Regions from separate parts of the Mus musculus genome. Here all the other regions are linked to region 3. A link is a contact called in public Hi-C and promoter capture Hi-C data. All regions are on one chromosome and are shown on one strand. Each heading gives the region's core, a stretch centred on a gene start, on an enhancer-like site or on the middle of the called end of the contact. The rest is flanking DNA. Distances are from core to core; before and after follow the strand shown.

Region 1 (2,822 bases), core at 90-2,589, 90 kb before region 3:
CAGGGCAAACTGGATCAGGTTAGAGAACATACCCACACTGAAGGTATTCCTCAACTTTGTGCATACAAGGTACATAGCAATGACGTATAGACATGTTTAGAAGGGCAAGAAGGCATGGATCGCATGTACAGGAAGAAGGAAGTGGGGCCCCAGTGGCAAGGATGTGGTGGAGGAACAACTCAGAGGCTTGACCGCATGGTCCTTGGAAAAGGAGCCACCAGGAGTGGCCTCAAACAGGGCCGGGTGAGGCTTTTTCCTTCTGTCGCTTGTGCCAGCATGCCTGCTTTTATTTTAGTCTTCTCTATCATTGCCACATGCTTCCTAGATCAGCACTGTTCTAAGTGTTTTTAGATAGCCAGTACTATAAATGACAACCTGAAAGAGAACAGGGAATATCAAAAATAGTCATTATGCAGCACTCCAGTTTGCTCTCTCTTATGGTGATGAACACATGGCCAATAGTACCTTGGGAGGAAAGGGTTTGTTTATTTGGCTGATAGGTTGCAGCCCATCAGCAAGGGAAGCCAGGATAGGAACTCAAGACAGGAACTGAGCCAAAGCCCATGGAGGCACACTGCTTGCTAGCTTATTCTTCATGGCTTGCTCGGGTACCTTTCTTATATAGCTGAGCCCCACATATTTAGGAATGGCACCGCCCACAGTGGACTGGGCCCTACCACATCAATTGGCAATCAAGAAAATCCCCACCACAGACATAGCCAGGAGCTAATCTGATGGAGGCGATCGCTCCACCCACAGTCCGGGTGTATGTAGGTTTATGTCACGTGGACAAATCCACCCAGAACACACGTTGTTCATATATCGTTACCGTGGTTTGTTTTTATTGTTAGATTTGTAAAGTGGAAACTCAAATTGAGAAATACCTCAAAGGTATTTTTACTACCTATTTTTCCAAAAAATAAGAGAGAGAAGACTCCAAGAACACGCAAGTTCATTGAAAGAAGGGACTGCTCCGGTTTATCCTTCCCAGTGCCCAGCAAATTACCTAACACGTTGTAAATACCAGATAAATACCAGAGCAGTAAGTCACCACATAATTTTAAGTTAAGGGCTTCCCTTTAAAAGGAAAAGAAAAAAAAAGAAAAGAAAAGAAAAGAAAAGAAAAGAGAGAAGAGAGAAGAGAAGAATAGGAAAAAGAAAGAAAGAAAAAGAAAGTGCATCAATCTTCAATGTGAGCTAATTCGTCCTATCTAAAGCCTCCTTATGAATTTGAGTAGGCGGCAGACACTGTGGCTCAGTGGATTAGCACTCTTGCCTGCAATCCTGACTGCCAGCCTTCCAAACAATGTCTGGGGAAGCTCTTTCTCCCCGGGAGCGAATGTACTCACTCCCCGGGAGTGGGGCGAATTTACAAATCTGGCTGTCTGGGGTCAGACCTCCTGGGATGAGCTCATTTGTTTCTCAGCAGGAGATGAAGCATCTCTTTGCACAGTGCCTTCTGATCTGTCATAAAAATCCGGTGGCTCCGAGTTCAGGCGGATCCTGAGAGCAGCTAGAATGCCTATCTATAAAAATTATTAGCTGTATTCCCCATCACAGAGAGGAAGAAAAACAGCCAGTCTGCCTTTCAGACTGTACTGATAGACAGCAAGAAGGCTCGGGGTGCTCACTCCATGAGCACAAAGAACAATTAACAAGTCATAAACCTCAGAGCATGCTGTCTCAGGAATGAAGTTATGAATGTGTGACTTGTCAAGTGCTCTGGGGCTGTCCTCTGAAACAGCACAGTAGGACCTTAGTCATTGAAATTAGCTTCTCAGAGCCATGCAGGTCTAGCTGCCTCTGTGTATGTGTGTGTGTGTGTGTGTGTGTGTGTGTGTGTGTGTGTGTGTGTGGTGTTACCTTGGGCAGAGCATTGGTATGGTGGTGTGTGGTACATGCAAAGAGGTGTCATAGAATGTGGTGGAAAGAGTCCAATAGCTTTCTGTTGTGCGTAATGAGAATTTTTATACAAAGTGTATCACTTTCCGTCTTTAATAGTTTCCATGAGGCAGTAAGTTCTGGCTGTCAGTCATCTTTCATATGAGTGACACATATTACTATATAGTTTCCAGCTTTTCTACCATACTAACGTTAAAGTGGTAATGTCTCATGTTACATTGTTATAAAGAATCATATTCTCAGGTTCTAAAAACTCATATATAAAACATCTTCCTTCTTCAGTCGGCATAGCCTGTGATCACAGCACTCAGAGGGCAGAGGCAGGAGATAAGTTTGAGGCCAACTTGAGCTACATAGGAAAATGCCAGTTCTAAAAAGAGGGGAAAGTTTCTCCTGGTGACTCTGATGAAGGAAGCATTTGTCTCCCAGAAAATAGACTGACTGTCCAAAAGCATTGCTGGGGCTTTCTCGTCATGTCTTGGATTTTGGTGTTATTAACCTTCTTGAAAAAAAAGAAAACAAAAACAAAATAAAACACCTCCAGGCCAGTGTTTCACCTTTGAATGAATGCATACAACCAGTTGAAGAAGACATATACACAACCAATGTCTCACCCTTCAGACCTGAATGGAAACCTGGCAGGTTTACCTGTCTCCAATTATTCCCATGGTTTCAGAGTGCCACCACAAGACAAAGAAAGAGGTATCTTAGGCAAAAAGACTTGTTGAACTTTTTAAATTTAAAAATAAGAATTTCAGGTTGTGGAAATGCTTTGGTGGATAATACACTTTCTGCACGTATAGAGACCCGTGATGGAGTCTCCACAATCCCCCTAAAAGCCATCATGATGACGCATGTCTTTAACCCTAGAGGAGAAGAAACACAGATCTGAGGAGTTTTCTAGTCAGCCAGCCTAACTG
Region 2 (2,700 bases), core at 189-2,688, 65 kb before region 3:
TCCAATATGCATGTAATTTTGGTATGTGTAACATACATTTTGCTACATATTAATATCGTCTCGGCTTCAAGCATTATAAATGAACCTAACAAATTTTAATTAAAAGAAAGAAAGCAGTAAGATTAAGTTAGGTTTTTCTCTCTTTTTGCAAGTGCGTTATTTGTCAACCAAATACGTCCCAGTGGAGAGTAGACTGACAGTCCCAGGAGAGACTTTAGGAAGTTAGGAAGAAAGGAACGTGCAGCACATCCTGGCTGACTTCTAAAGAGCAGCCAGGGATGAACCTCAAGCTTAATAAGTAACAAAGCTTGATTACTACATGTAGAAAACACATCATGGTGATTAATAGAGTTGCCCTAGTTAGCTTTAAATCATCTTGATACAGCCCAGAATCACCTAAGAAGGGAGTTTCAATTAAAGGATTGCCCAGATCTGGCTGTCCTCTGGGCATTGTCTGATGGGGATTTCCTTGATTATTAATGATGCAGGAGAACCCAGCCCACTGTGGGTGTCACCATTCCTAGGCAGGCGTCCTGCGTTTAGGAAAGCAAAGTAGGAGTGGTGAATGAGTCAAATAGCGAGTCAGCAAGTAGCATACCTTCATCGTTTCTGCTTCAAGCTCTGACTTGAGTTGCTGCCCTGACTTTCCTCAGTGAAAGGAGCAGAAATAAAACATTTCCTCCCCAAAGGTACTCTGGGTCAGGGTGTTTAGAGCAACAGACCTGAAACTATAGCAACTGTATCCTTCCATGTTCCTCCTGTTTTTTATCTCTTATGGGTGGCCAAAAGGAATACAATAATTCATTATACTAAATTGTGCTTTAGGATGATAATCTCCCCCCAAATCTCTCCTATACATTTTAAAATATATCAGTAGAGTAATATTCTTGCCTTTAACATTAGAAGTCTTTTGGCTATCCATGTAATTATGCCATATAATTCTTTTTGCCTGTGTAGATACATGCACATATAATCATTACTCATGTTGTATTCAGAGAGACAATCATTTCTACTCAATGAGTGCAGAACAAAGCTTGTATAACACAGACCACCTGGGGCTGGAAGGATGGCTCAGTGGTTAAGAGCACTGGATGCTCTTCCAGAGGGCCCAAGTTTGATTCCCAGCACCCATGTGGTAGCACCCAACAGTCTGTAGCATCAAACTCAGAGGATCCAATACCCTATTCTGACTCTTGCTGGCACCAGATACGCATGCAGGCAAAACACTCAAACACAGAAAAATAAATAAATTTTAAAAAAAGTAGACCACCTATATATTTCTTAGCTTGAATGACAAAACATTCCAGTGCTCTCTGATCTAATGTTCACGGGGCACTGCAAGTTGCTATGTAACAAATGGGAGCAATAATGAATAACATGTGCAGAAACTGCAGCCAGGAGCTATCTGAGAAGCACACAGCACTCAGCTCACTCCTCGGTTACATCACAAGGGACCACCCTCTTGTTTGTGGTGCACGGGAAGAAAAACAGACCTCCGCAGCACATGCTACATTCATGATCTTTTTCCAATAGAGTCTCCCACTGCTTCCAGAAAAGAGAAAGCAACTGTGGAAGACAGTAGTGAATCTTTTCAGTCTTGTTGAAAACCCACAAGTCAGAGAAGCTGTATACAGATAAGGACATACACACATCTAGGAGAAGAAAACAGTGCTGTTATGATGCTTCTAGATTATATAGTTGAACACTGTTGGTAGTTAGAAAGCTAAAGACTTATAACCTCCCAGCCATAGACGTATAGTTTGTGATAAGCACTAGAATTAACTAGCTTCACTGTATGGTTGTTCTAGGCCAGTGATTCCAACCTGAGGGTCACCACCCATTTGGTGGGGGGGTCAACCAACCCTTTCACAGGGCTGCATATTAGATATCCTGCATATCAGATCTTTACATTATAATTCATGACAGTAGCAAAATAACAGTTTATGAAGTCGCCGTGAAAATATGTTTTATGGTTTTGGGGGGGGTCACCACAGCATAAGCAAACTGTATTAAAGGATCGCAGCATTAGGAAGGGTGAGAACTACTGCTCTAGGCTATTATAGATATTGTACAACTCCATAAGCACACACAAAAGTCAAGAAAGCAAACTCTGATGGGGGCGGGGAGGACTGAAGAGCCGGAAACTCATCAGGAGAAGATTTATGCTCTGGCAGATTTGGGTGTGGAAAGAATCCACCTTGTGTTCTTTCCCTCATCTGAAATAAACTCTCCTATGCTTGTCAAGGAGGCCATCTTCCATCATCTGGACCTACTAAGTGCAGGCAGGACTATCCAGGGGCCATATGCCACACCCATCAGTCTTAGCTTCTTTTCCTGCTACTCTGGTAAAATATTCTAACAAAAAGCAACTTAAGGGAGAAAGGGTTCATGTCGCTCACAGTTCCAGGTTGCCATGCATCCTGTCAAGGAACTCACAGCAGCAGAAGCCTGAGTCACATTACATTTGCTTTGCTATACACCCCCATTCCCCAACACCATGTAGCAAGAAACAACTTTTTAAGTAGACTTGAAAACAGCACCCACTTGAGAGTCCCTATCCAAAGTGCGTGGGTTCAGCACGATTCAGAACTTGGGGTTCTAAAGTTTGAACATGTGCTTATAGACTTTGGAGATGAGCCCCAAGTCTAAGCATACATTTCATTCATATTTCATAAAAATTATTTCATGTTTCATGTATAA
Region 3 (2,815 bases), core at 36-2,535:
TCACCTCCAAAGACTTGGGTGTTTCTGAAAAGCGTGACAATAGGGGGTGGACTAGAGAGGGTAATTGGATGCAGAGAATTGTAAGGAAGTTGGAAGAGTGACGAAATGCTACTACTCGACAAAAGAAAATAAGGGGGTGATCAGAGTCGAGTTCCCTGGCACCCGCACTTCCGGAGTTCCCCCACTTGACCAGAGCGCCCAGGAAACCCAACCTAGCTCCAGCTGTCTACCCTAGAAGCACCAGGTTCCCGCCAGACCAGCAGTTCCTGCGAACCCTTGCAAACTTTCCCTAGGGCCGAACCATGGGCATCACGTGCAGCCGGGACCCAAACTGCAAAGCGATAGGACCCCTGACCTGAAATACGATCACCCTCTTTTTCTTCAATCCCCAGACCCAGAGGTGGTCCACTTTGTGGCCCGAGCTAGTAAGGCGTGCCTGTGTCGGGTGGGCGAGCCATGTCCGCCCAGGGATGCCGCACTTACGCGCGGTGATGCCAGGATGCTCCAGCTCTCCGCGGTCGTTGGTGCAGCCCCCCTGCTCCAACCTGGCGTCGGCTGCCGCGCAGCAGTAGCGCAGCGCACACGAGCCGCAGCAGATGGTGGCGTCCTGCGTGTCGAAGTCCTCGGGGCACTGGAACCCCTCGTGATAGTTGCCCTGCGCGTCCACCCAGCCGTGGCAGTATTCCCCAGGCTGCTGCGCGCCCGCCGGGCCCCAACGTAGCAAGCCCACGAGCAGACAGAACGCCAGCAGCGCCCCCATCGCCGCCCCGCGCCCGGTGGCAGCTGGAGAATCCGAGGGCGGAGCCGGAGCTCCGGGGGACCAAGGTTCCGCCTCCCCGAGGCACCACGCGGCCGGTTGACCTCCCGGTCAAGAACGCGTTCTCGTGGGTTAGCAGCGGCTGGGCAGGAGGCGTGGGCTGCTCTGCGGGCTCCGCTGGCCGGAGGACAGCATGGTGCGCGAGGGTGAGGGGACCAGGGATCGCGGGAGGCCACCGCGTAGGCTGCGACTGAAGCAGCGGCCGCCTTTAGCCAGGCTCATCGCGCTAGGAGCACCCGGGGCCAGGCCGCTATTCTTGCGGGCCGTCGAGCCCTGAACGACCAACTCCAGGGCCGGGCAATGTCCCAATCGTGGGCTGTCGCCCGGTACCCGGCAGAGCCGGGAACTGAGCTTGGCTCTCCACGTGCAGGTCTCGGGGACCAACGGCTAATTCCGCTCCCGCCCCTGACTGTCACGCAGGCGGGAGACAGCCCAGTCGCGGCCAAGTGCAGAGGGCCTGGGGTGGCTGACAGCTCTGCCTGGAGGGCGTCCCTTAAAAAGGCAGAGGGAGGAGGAGACTCGAGGGTGAGGAAAGTCCGCCCTCCGGGGTCGCCGCGCGAGCTAATCACAGCGGGTGCACCGCGATGCGGTCCGCACGCCCGCAGGTTCACGCGCGTCTCCCCTCCGCCCCCACCCACGGCGCTACCCCGGGCCTTGGCGGTGACCCCGAGGGGACCAGGCCGAGCCTGCCACCTAGCTGTCACATAGCCAGGGGAAAACCTGCAGAAGGATGAGGAAGACTACGGTCCCGCTTCCGTCCACGCCTGCCAGCTCACGAGGGGACTTGCGCCGCGCTTGAGTTCCACGGGTTTCTTTTAAAAAACGAGCGTGGCGTCTGAAGTCCCCTAACTGTTCTGTCGGCTTGTGCACAGACTCAGTTTGTCCCTGGGCCGCCGATTCTGAGGATTCGTTCGATTCCGATAACCTGATTTTTAGGGTCACCAACATTTGCACCTCACTCCCACCCCTTCACCCCTCCTTTCCAGCTTCCACGAGTTCACGCTCAGGCGCCTCCTTCCCGCACCGCTGAGCCGGCGCCGGGGAGGACCCGGGTCAGCCCCGCCAGCCTCACTTCAAAGGCCAGGATTTCGGTGTTCCGCGCCCGCAAAGGAAATAAAAGAGCAGAATTAATGATAATCGAGCCTATCTGAACTTCTGTTCGGGCAAAGAAACACATTTATTTAAATGATGTGTCCCCTGTGGGCTGTTTGCAGGGCATGGCTCCTCTAGCCGAGGGAGAGCCTTGTGAAGCCAGAGTTACGTGAAACCGGTGCTAACCTCAAGACTTTATTTTTATTGCAACCTGTGTTTCCTCTCCGGGGTTTATTGGTTCGGTACGTGTGAGGACGTTCGTCTCAGCCACACGGTTTGTCAAACGCTTTGAACACCCTGTCACCGATTTAGATATTAGCAAGTCTCCTGAAACAAATGGAAGAACTTGTCAGAGCACCGCCAACACAAGTATACGCGGTCAGAAGTATTTATTACACCCGCAGCTTGCCCACGGTCCCAGAGGCTTCTAGAAAAACTTCGGTGCTGAATAAAACGGTTTATTTTTAAGTATCTAAATTAAATTCCATCCCGGGTAAAGAACCACTCCTAGCTTCAGGTCTTAAATATTGAGATTGTTATTTAAATATAAAAATAAATACCCAACACGCCACTACTGAGTAGGACTGTGTAAAATTATAACTGCATTGCTCCACAATAAATGTTTGGGGGGCAATAATAAGTTATCAAACTGTTAAGTAAAGCCAAATTACATTTAGGCAAACAAATTTCCTTAACTAAGAATTTAATTGAAGCATGTGGAGTAGAAATTTCGTGGTTAATGGATTTTTATTTATATAGGAAAAAAAATGCTGTCACCGGGCTTTCAGGCTGCTTAAAACAAACAAACAAACAAACAAAAAACAACAAAAAACCAAACCAGTTTTTTAGGGGCAGCAGGGAGGTTGGTTTTGTTTTCAGGAAAATAAAGAGAAAAAGATTTAAAAC

The links. Promoter capture Hi-C pulls out the DNA fragments that hold promoters and counts their contacts. Hi-C and Micro-C count contacts between places; a contact is called where the count stands out from the background.
Region 1: a contact with region 3 is called in a Hi-C map of cardiomyocytes, with 1.6 times the contacts expected there. The contact joins the enhancer-like site here to the promoter of Shisa3 in region 3. A contact is called at or near these places in 1 of 39 promoter capture datasets (3T3-L1-derived adipocytes), 1 of 484 Hi-C or Micro-C datasets (cardiomyocytes), 4 of 115 datasets of contacts at active chromatin or transcription factors (craniofacial prominence and embryonic stem cells) and 1 of 9 other capture datasets (embryonic stem cells).
Region 2: a contact with region 3 is called in a promoter capture Hi-C map of second pharyngeal arch cranial neural crest, with 2.4 times the contacts expected there. The contact joins the enhancer-like site here to the promoter of Shisa3 in region 3. A contact is called at or near these places in 2 of 39 promoter capture datasets (3T3-L1-derived adipocytes and second pharyngeal arch cranial neural crest), 2 of 484 Hi-C or Micro-C datasets (embryonic stem cells and nephron progenitors), 3 of 115 datasets of contacts at active chromatin or transcription factors (craniofacial prominence and embryonic stem cells) and 3 of 9 other capture datasets (adipose tissue, embryonic stem cells and pancreatic islet).

Annotation. Positions count from the first base shown.
Region 1 is chr5:67,695,943-67,698,764 of GRCm38.p6, reverse strand. All of the region lies in intron 24 of Atp8a1 (ATPase, aminophospholipid transporter (APLT), class I, type 8A, member 1), which reads left to right. It overlaps Gm46914 (a long non-coding RNA gene), which reads left to right. Exons shown (of 2, transcript XR_001784868.2): 2 at 1-1,101. Among named protein-coding and RNA genes, the nearest start is that of Gm46914, 5.6 kb to the left of the region's middle. Within about 2 kb of position 1,339, at least 62 of the 459 cell types and tissues checked have an H3K27ac peak or open chromatin away from gene starts, as enhancers often do. A contact at or near this core is called in cardiomyocytes, where this site is marked.
Region 2 is chr5:67,671,924-67,674,623 of GRCm38.p6, reverse strand. All of the region lies in intron 25 of Atp8a1 (ATPase, aminophospholipid transporter (APLT), class I, type 8A, member 1), which reads left to right. Among named protein-coding and RNA genes, the nearest start is that of Gm46914, 30 kb to the left of the region's middle. Within about 2 kb of position 1,438, at least 6 of the 459 cell types and tissues checked have an H3K27ac peak or open chromatin away from gene starts, as enhancers often do. A contact at or near this core is called in craniofacial prominence and second pharyngeal arch cranial neural crest, where this site is marked.
Region 3 is chr5:67,606,353-67,609,167 of GRCm38.p6, reverse strand. It overlaps Shisa3 (shisa family member 3), which reads right to left and starts at 1,285. Exons shown (of 2, transcript NM_001033415.3): 1 at 484-1,285. The coding sequence starts at 760.